Regions from separate parts of the Sus scrofa genome. Here region 1 is linked to region 2. A link is a contact called in public HiChIP or PLAC-seq data. All regions are on one chromosome and are shown on one strand. The core of a region is the stretch at or near the end of the contact, and the rest is flanking DNA. Distances in the headings are between cores, read along the strand shown. Region 1 overlaps MED13L (mediator of RNA polymerase II transcription subunit 13-like). Region 2 overlaps MED13L (mediator of RNA polymerase II transcription subunit 13-like).

Evidence for each region. HiChIP or PLAC-seq counts read pairs in DNA pulled down with a chosen protein or histone mark.
Region 1: an H3K27ac HiChIP or PLAC-seq map of alveolar macrophages shows a contact between it and region 2. The contact joins two enhancer-like sites. A contact is called at or near these places in 1 of 47 Hi-C or Micro-C datasets (embryonic fibroblasts) and 1 of 2 datasets of contacts at active chromatin or transcription factors (alveolar macrophages).

The regions. Positions count from the first base shown.
Region 1 is chr14:36,228,226-36,232,185 of Sscrofa11.1, reverse strand. The region is part of intron 3 of MED13L (mediator of RNA polymerase II transcription subunit 13-like); the gene reads right to left. Among named protein-coding and RNA genes, the nearest start is that of MED13L, 170 kb to the right of the region's middle. Within about 2 kb of position 2,080, at least 1 of the 83 cell types and tissues checked has an H3K27ac peak or open chromatin away from gene starts, as enhancers often do. A contact at or near this core is called in alveolar macrophages, where this site is marked.
Region 2 is chr14:36,080,246-36,083,862 of Sscrofa11.1, reverse strand. The region is part of intron 1 of MED13L (mediator of RNA polymerase II transcription subunit 13-like); the gene reads right to left. Among named protein-coding and RNA genes, the nearest start is that of MED13L, 20 kb to the right of the region's middle. Within about 2 kb of position 1,797, at least 1 of the 83 cell types and tissues checked has an H3K27ac peak or open chromatin away from gene starts, as enhancers often do. A contact at or near this core is called in alveolar macrophages, where this site is marked.

The DNA of each region.
Region 1 (3,960 bases), core at 831-3,330, 150 kb before region 2:
GATTTTGTTGTTGTTGTTTGTTTGCCAAAGCCATGGCATGCAAAAAGCTCCTGGGTCAGGGATTAATCCCGAGCCCAGCAGTGACAAAGCCAAATCCTTAACCACTAGGCCACCAGGCAACTCTGGAAAATGCTCTTGAGTAAGCAGTAAAGCTGTTTTGTTATTGGGTTTTTGTTTTTGTTCTTTTGTTTTTTTTAAATGACAGGTGACACTGGTCAGATGTATACAATATACTGTATGCAAATATTGAAAAGTTACTGGAGAAATGAGTAAAAGAAAGGTAAAATATTTGAAGAGGTATTACTTCTGAATTTAAAATATTCTACACAGTATCAATATAGTATTACCAAAGAACCAATCAAGATAAAGTAGCAACAAGGAATGAGATTATCTTGCCCAGTGTGACTTTTATAATGTTACCTTAATTTCTGTAGGGAAATCATTTTATATATATGTTTATATATATATTTACACATATACATATATTTGGCAACACCTGCATCATATGGAAGTTCCCAGGCAGGGATTGAATACAAGCCACAAGTGTGGCAACACCAGATCCTTAGCCCACTGTGCAACAGCGGGAACTCTGAGAAATTACTTTTAATAAACCAGAATTAATCCATCATTCTGTATACATTAGCAACCACTGCTTTTGGTAAAGAAGATCAATTTATATGACTACCACTTAGCTGTGAGAGCTTCTCAAATCAATTAATGGAATTCCCTTTTAATTAAACAAATCCGTATGTTTAAAAATTTAAAGCAGGGGTTCCTGTTGTGGCTCAGTGAGTTAAGAACCTGACTAGTATCCACAGAAAGCAGGTTCGATACTTGGCCTCACTCGGTGGGCTAAGGATCCAGCTTGGATTCCACATTGCTATAGCTGTGATGCAGGCCAGCAGCTGCAGCTCCAATTCCACCTGTAACCCAGGAAATTTCATATGCCGAAGGTGTGGCCATAAAAAAGAAAAAACAATTTCAAGCAGAAATAATAATTCAATTGTACAAACTCTGTTAATACGCAAACTAAGGGGGGAAAATGTTCAGGAGAACAAACACTCAAGTGATATACGTTCCTTGAGGATGTGTTTCAATAAGCTCAATTCTAGTTTTGATGCTAAAAGCATACACACACTGGGTAACTAAATCAATCTTATATAATTAGAAACTGAAAGCCATACAGAAAGGCATACTTATTGACAGAATAGCTAGTAAATTGTATTTGAATAAATTTAGGTTGTACACAGATAAGTAAGTTATAGCAAGTGGTCTAAGCGATGAGAAGAACAAAAGGGCAAGCATGTATTAACCAACCAAGTTTCTGCTGACAATGAATAAAGAGAGCTAAACCATGTAAAATGCTTCCCTGTATCATGAGTAGGGTAATTTTCATTCAAAGAACACAGTTACTTAAAGTTTGATGAAAGAGAACATTATTTTAAAGGACAAAACAATTACTACAATTTTTCAAAAAAATCTCAACTCATCCATTCTAACTGTAGGAAGGAAGCTAAACAGCTTAATTATTATTTTCCAAAAGAAACACTATTTGTTCCCCAAAAAACTCTTATAAGAGGATCTATCAAAATATGCAAAATAATAATTTATGGATAAATGAATTATTTATATTAATAATTATTATTGAACAACAGGTCAAGTACTATATGGCATGCATTATATATGCATCATCTAACAAAAACTTCAGATACACAGTAGCCTATATTTAAAGAGCATTAACTAAGGCTTAGTGAGGTTGAGGTAACTACCCGAGTAAAAGGCTCTGAAATCAAACCAAGGTCTAAGCCAAAGTTCATTTTTTCTTTGTCTTTTTGCCATTTTCTTGGGCCACTCTTCCTGCATATGAACGTTCTCAGGCTAGGGGTACAGTCGGAGCTGTAGCCTCCAGCCTACGCCAGAGCCACAGCAATGCGGAATCCGAGCCGCATCTGCAACCTACACCACAGCTCATGACAACACCGGATTCTTAACCCACTGAGCAAGGCCAGGGATCAAACCTGCAACCTCATGGTTCCTAGTTGGATTCATTAACCACTGAGCCACAACAGGAACTCCAAAGTTCTTTAGAAATATCTTAAGCTTTATTGCATGTCATACTGCATATGACACAATTTTTTTTTTTTTTTTTTTGGTCTTTTTGCTATTTCTTAGGCCGCTCCCATGGCATATGGAGGTTCCCAGGCTAAGGGTTGAATCAGAGCTGTAGCCACCGGCCTACACCACAGCCACAGCAACGCGAGATACGAGCCGTGTCAGCAACCTACACCACAGCTCACGGCAACGCCGGATCATTAACCCACTGAGCAAGGGCAGGGACGGAACCCGCAACCTCATGGTTCCTAGTCAGATTCGTTAACCACTGCGCCACGACGGGAACTCCCATATGACACAATTTTCTTTTAAAATGATAATTCAAAATGACTTGGACTAGTTCACAAATTCTGAATCCATGAGCACAGAACAAATTATCTGCATTTCTCTTCTCTCCTAGTTTTTCTGCTCTTCTAATTTTCTTTCAACAAAGAAGCATGCTGCCATTTATATCAAAAAATACAAAAAGAGTACAATTCTGGAGTTTCCGTCATGGTACAGTGGAAACAAATCCGACTAGGAACCATGAGGTTGTGGGTTCAATCCCCGGCCTTGCTCAGTGGATTAAAGATCCACAGACGCAGCTCGGATCTGGCGTTGCTGTGGTGTAGGCCAGTGGCTACAGCTCCAATTAAATCCCTAGCTTGGGAACCTCCATATGCCGTGAGTGTGGCTCTAAAAAGCAAAAAAAAGAAAAAAGAAAAAGGAAAAAAAAAAAAGAGTACAATTCAATCACAAATTCATTAATTGAATTCATATATTCATTCAATATTGAGAAAAAATTCTCTGAAAGGAATAAATTATGATATAAAAAACAAAACAGTGAGCTATAATTTTTTAAAATATGTACTTTGTCCTATATACATTAAAAATTATGTATAAAGGATTGTGTTTAAAGGTAGAGCTTTATTCTGGCATAGGATTATGGAAATAGTAAATTTCTTAGTGTCTTGAAGGGATTTTGTGTATACTTGCATTTTGTTTTGTTTTGCAATGAGAGAGAGAACTATCAAATATTTGGAATATTTAAGACTACTCAACTCTTGAAATCAATGTTTCTAAAAATACTGCTTTACCCGCCCAGTTACAAATCCCAAACAACTTTGTAAGTTCGAGTCTTCACCTAAATCATTGCTACAACTTCTAACATGGAGTTTTTTTCATCAATTATTACCTGTACTTCATATGGAATGATTTTTTTCTTATCATATTTTAATTTTAAGAAAATTAAGCCACAAAGTACACAGAGAAATATATAATGAAATGCTATGCACTATCCAGAAATTAGTTTTATTTTCTTCATTTTTATAAATAAAGGCAATTAATATTGAATTCCTTTTTATAAAACTCTTCAATGCTTTTTCCATTTGCCCTACACAAAGGACATGTGAATATTTTGTATTTCTCAACAATATGTTGATATATTTAGTATGCGTATGAAACCACTATAAAAATATTGTGGTCTTTAGGATTTCAAAGTGTTAAGAGTTAAATACTACATGATTTTACAACTTAGCGTTGTATTTGTCAATGTATCTTTGATATTTATTTATAAATTTCATGTTTATTGCTTTTAAGTGTTCCAAGATTTTCCACAAAGTAAAATATCACAATGTACTCTTATTTTTCCATACAAAAATTTCTATTATTCTGTATTGTTATTATAAACAGTGTTGAAAAGTGTTGCAGATGTGAACAAGGACTATTCAAGTTCATATTTAACCTGATATATAACTAAAATGTGGTAGAATTAATGTAACACACAGGTTTATGGATTTTGAAAAATTTCTCTGCAAAGAAGTTTCCAAATATGTGTCTATTTCTGGTTTCAGTGCCTGCTGCACTTTT
Region 2 (3,617 bases), core at 548-3,047:
AATTATATTCTACATACTAGCAGTGAACAGTTTAAAAATAATATTTAAAAGCAATACCGGAGTTCCCGTCATGGCGCAGTGGTTAACGAATCCAACTAGGAACCATGAGGTTGCGGGTTCAGTCCCTGCCCTTGCTCAGTGGGTTAAGGATCCGGTGTTGCCGTGAGCTGTGGTGTAGGCTGCAGACACGGCTCGGATCCTGCGTTGCTGTGGCTCTGGTGTAGGCCGATGGCTACAGCTCCAACTGGACCCCTAGCCTGGGAATCTCCATATGCCGTGGGAGCGGCCCAAGAAATAGCAAAAAGACAAAAAAAATAATAATAATAAAAATTTAAAAAAATAAAAGCAATACCACATATAACAGCACTGAAAACATGAACTACTTAAGGCTAAATCTGGTAATACCTGTTCCAGAATTATACACCAAAAACTATAATGCTGAAAGAAATTCAAGCTAGAACATGTTCATGGCCTGGAATATCTAAAACTGTTAACCTGTCAATTCTCCCCAACTTCATCTACAGACTCAACAAAATCACAATAAAATCCCTGCAGGTTTTTTTTTTTTTTTTTTTAAACAAACCGACAAGTTGATTCTAAAACATACTGAAATGCAAAGAACCCAGGAGAGCCAAACCAATTTTGAGGAAAAAAAAAAAAAATGGAGAATTTACCCTGATTTGAAGACATATTATAAAATTTCAGTAATCATGACAGTGTGGTATTGGCATAAGAGAACTACAGAGCAGAGGAACAGAATATATAATCCAGAAAACTATCCATGCATACACATACACACAATACATTCAGTTGATTTTTGACAGTGATAAGAAAAACAGTATTTTCAACAAATGATGTTAGAACAATTACATATCCCATGTGCAAAAAGAACTTCAACCCTTACCTCACATCACACAAAAAGATTAACTCAAAATGGATCACTTAATAATAGACCTAAACCTAATAATGAACATTATGATACTTCCGGAAGAAATCATCAGAGAAAACCTTTGCTACCCTGAAACAGCAATCAGAGCTCACAGATAGCTGGTAGGAATGTAAAATGGTACTTTCGTTAAAGTTTAGCAGTGCTTTATAAAGTGAAGTCTATGAGTTCACTAATATGCGGAATCTAATTTAAACAATGATACAAAAGAACTTATTCACAAAACAGAAACAGTCTCAAAGATTTCAAAACCAATTTATGGTTAGCAAAGGGGAAATTCTGAGGGGAGGGATAAATTAGGAAGGTGGGATTAACATATACATATGACTATACAAGGACCTACTGTGTAGCACAGGGAAATCTACTCAATACTCTGTAATATAGGGAAAAGAATCTGAGAAAGAATGGATATATGTATAACTGATTCACTGTGCTGTACACCTGAAACTAACACAACATTGTAAATCCAATAAAAATTTTTAAAGCAAAATCTATACTTCCCATGATTCATTATGATTCCATTTATAAAATATTCTAGAAAAGCAAAATGAGTGTACAATAACAGCAGATCAATGGTTGCCTAGAAGTAGGAGCTGGTTTCAGACTACACATTTGTCAAAACTCATAAATCTGGACTTGTTTAAAATGGGTAAATTTTATTTTATGTAACATACCTCAATAAAGATAATCAAAAATTTATGTATTAATGGAAGAATCCATGTAAACCAAAATAATCCCTTAGGAGTTTCTACTGTGGCACAGTGGGTTAATAATCTGACTGTAGTGGCTCAAGATCACTGCAGAGGTGCAGGTTCAATCCCCAGCCTGGCGCAGTGGCTTAAAGGATGTGGTACTGCCACAACTTCAGCATAGGTCACAGCTGTGACTCAGAGTCAGTCCCTGGCCCAGGAACTTCCATATGCCACAGCTGTAGCAAAAAGATATTTTTAATATAGCCAAAGTAACCATCTTGTGTATATCAAGGTAACTGTGAATCTCTTTTAGAAAAAGTATACAATATTTTTGAAAAAACTATTTTCATGCCTAACTACAACCAAACATTGGTTTATGATTTATATTTATTAACCTTAACTAAAAGAGAACTCTTGTGAAATTTCTAGGAACTGATTTTATGAAGTTCATTAGTGATATTGGGATGATTTCTTACCCAACTGCAATAGCAGACTATAAACACAAATTCACATTATTTTCTCTGTATAGTAGCCGTATTTAGTTGCCTATCCAAACACAAATGGCTCCTTCCTCCACAGTAATTCATACTCCATTTTGCTGGGGATAACAATGTGCTTCCTTGAAGAACCACATTTCCTAGCCTCCCTGAGGTTAAGCATGACCACAAGTGTTTCTCATAAGGAATTTCCTAGAAGTTTCCTTAAAAAGGAGGGCTGTGGGAGTTCCCGTCGTGGCGCAGTGGTTAACGAATCCGACTAGGAACCATGAGGTTGCGGGTTCGGTCCCTGCCCTTGCTCAGTGGGTTAACGATCTGGTGTTGCCGTGAGCTGTGGTGTAGGTTGCAGACTCGGCTCGGATCCCGCATTGCTGTGCCTCTGGCATAGGCTGGTGGCTACAGCTCCGATTAGACCCCTAGCCTGGGAACCTCCATATGCAGCGGGAGCGGCCCAAGAAATGCCAAAAAAAAAAAAAAAAAAAAAAAAAAAGGAGGGCTGTGGCGTTCGTACATTTCCTCCTCTTCCTATCTAGAATGCCACCTTGACGACTAGAATTTGAGCAGCCATCTTGTCTTTTTTTTTTTTCTTGGCCTTTTCTAGGGCCGCTCCTGTGGCACATGGAGATTCCCAGGCTAGGGGTGTAATCAGAGCCGTAGCTGCCAGCCTATGCCACAACCATAGCAATGGTGGATCCAAGCAGCGTCTGCAACATACACCACAGTTCACAGCAATGCCAGATCCTTAACCCACTGAGTAAAGCCAGGGATTGAACCCACAACCTCATGATTCCTGGTTGGATTCTTTTTTCGCTGCGAAACAACTTGAACTCTAGCAATTGCCTTTTTATTTTTAAAAAACTAAAAGACTTTTAACGATGAATTTTTTTTGAGACTATGCAGTTACCTAAGTTTTTATCTTGCCCTAGACATTGATCAAAACAATAAGCTATCCTAATTTTTCATTTTCCAACTGATTTCTCCATTTGGAGTAAAGTAGTCTAAGAAAAAAAAATCTGCCTATCTGTGGGAAGAAACTGTGATCTGCATTATTACTCCATTAATCTCTGATGAAACTTTTAAAAAATGTAAACTGTATTATCACTCCATTAATCTCAGGCAAATCTATATGCTCCAGTAATTTCTACCTTCATGCCTGTGCTAAATTATATGGTCTACACTGTTAATTTTTAAAAGGCTCAGAAAAGAACAAGACCAATAATGTTTGGAATAGCTAGGAGGAGCCTCAAAGAAGCCCTAAAAGGATTTAGACAAGAAAAGAAAGAAGAGCACACATTACAATACACTGGTTAACTGTTTAGGTTCTGAAGTCAGTGATTCAGCTCCATCACTGGCTGTGTACGACCAGGGCAAGTTATTCTCTTGCTTCAGTTTTCTTATCTGAAAAATGGGAACCATGGTATCTATCTCATCAGAATCTTGATGAGAAAATTTATGTAGCTAGCAAGCAATTAAGCAATTCCA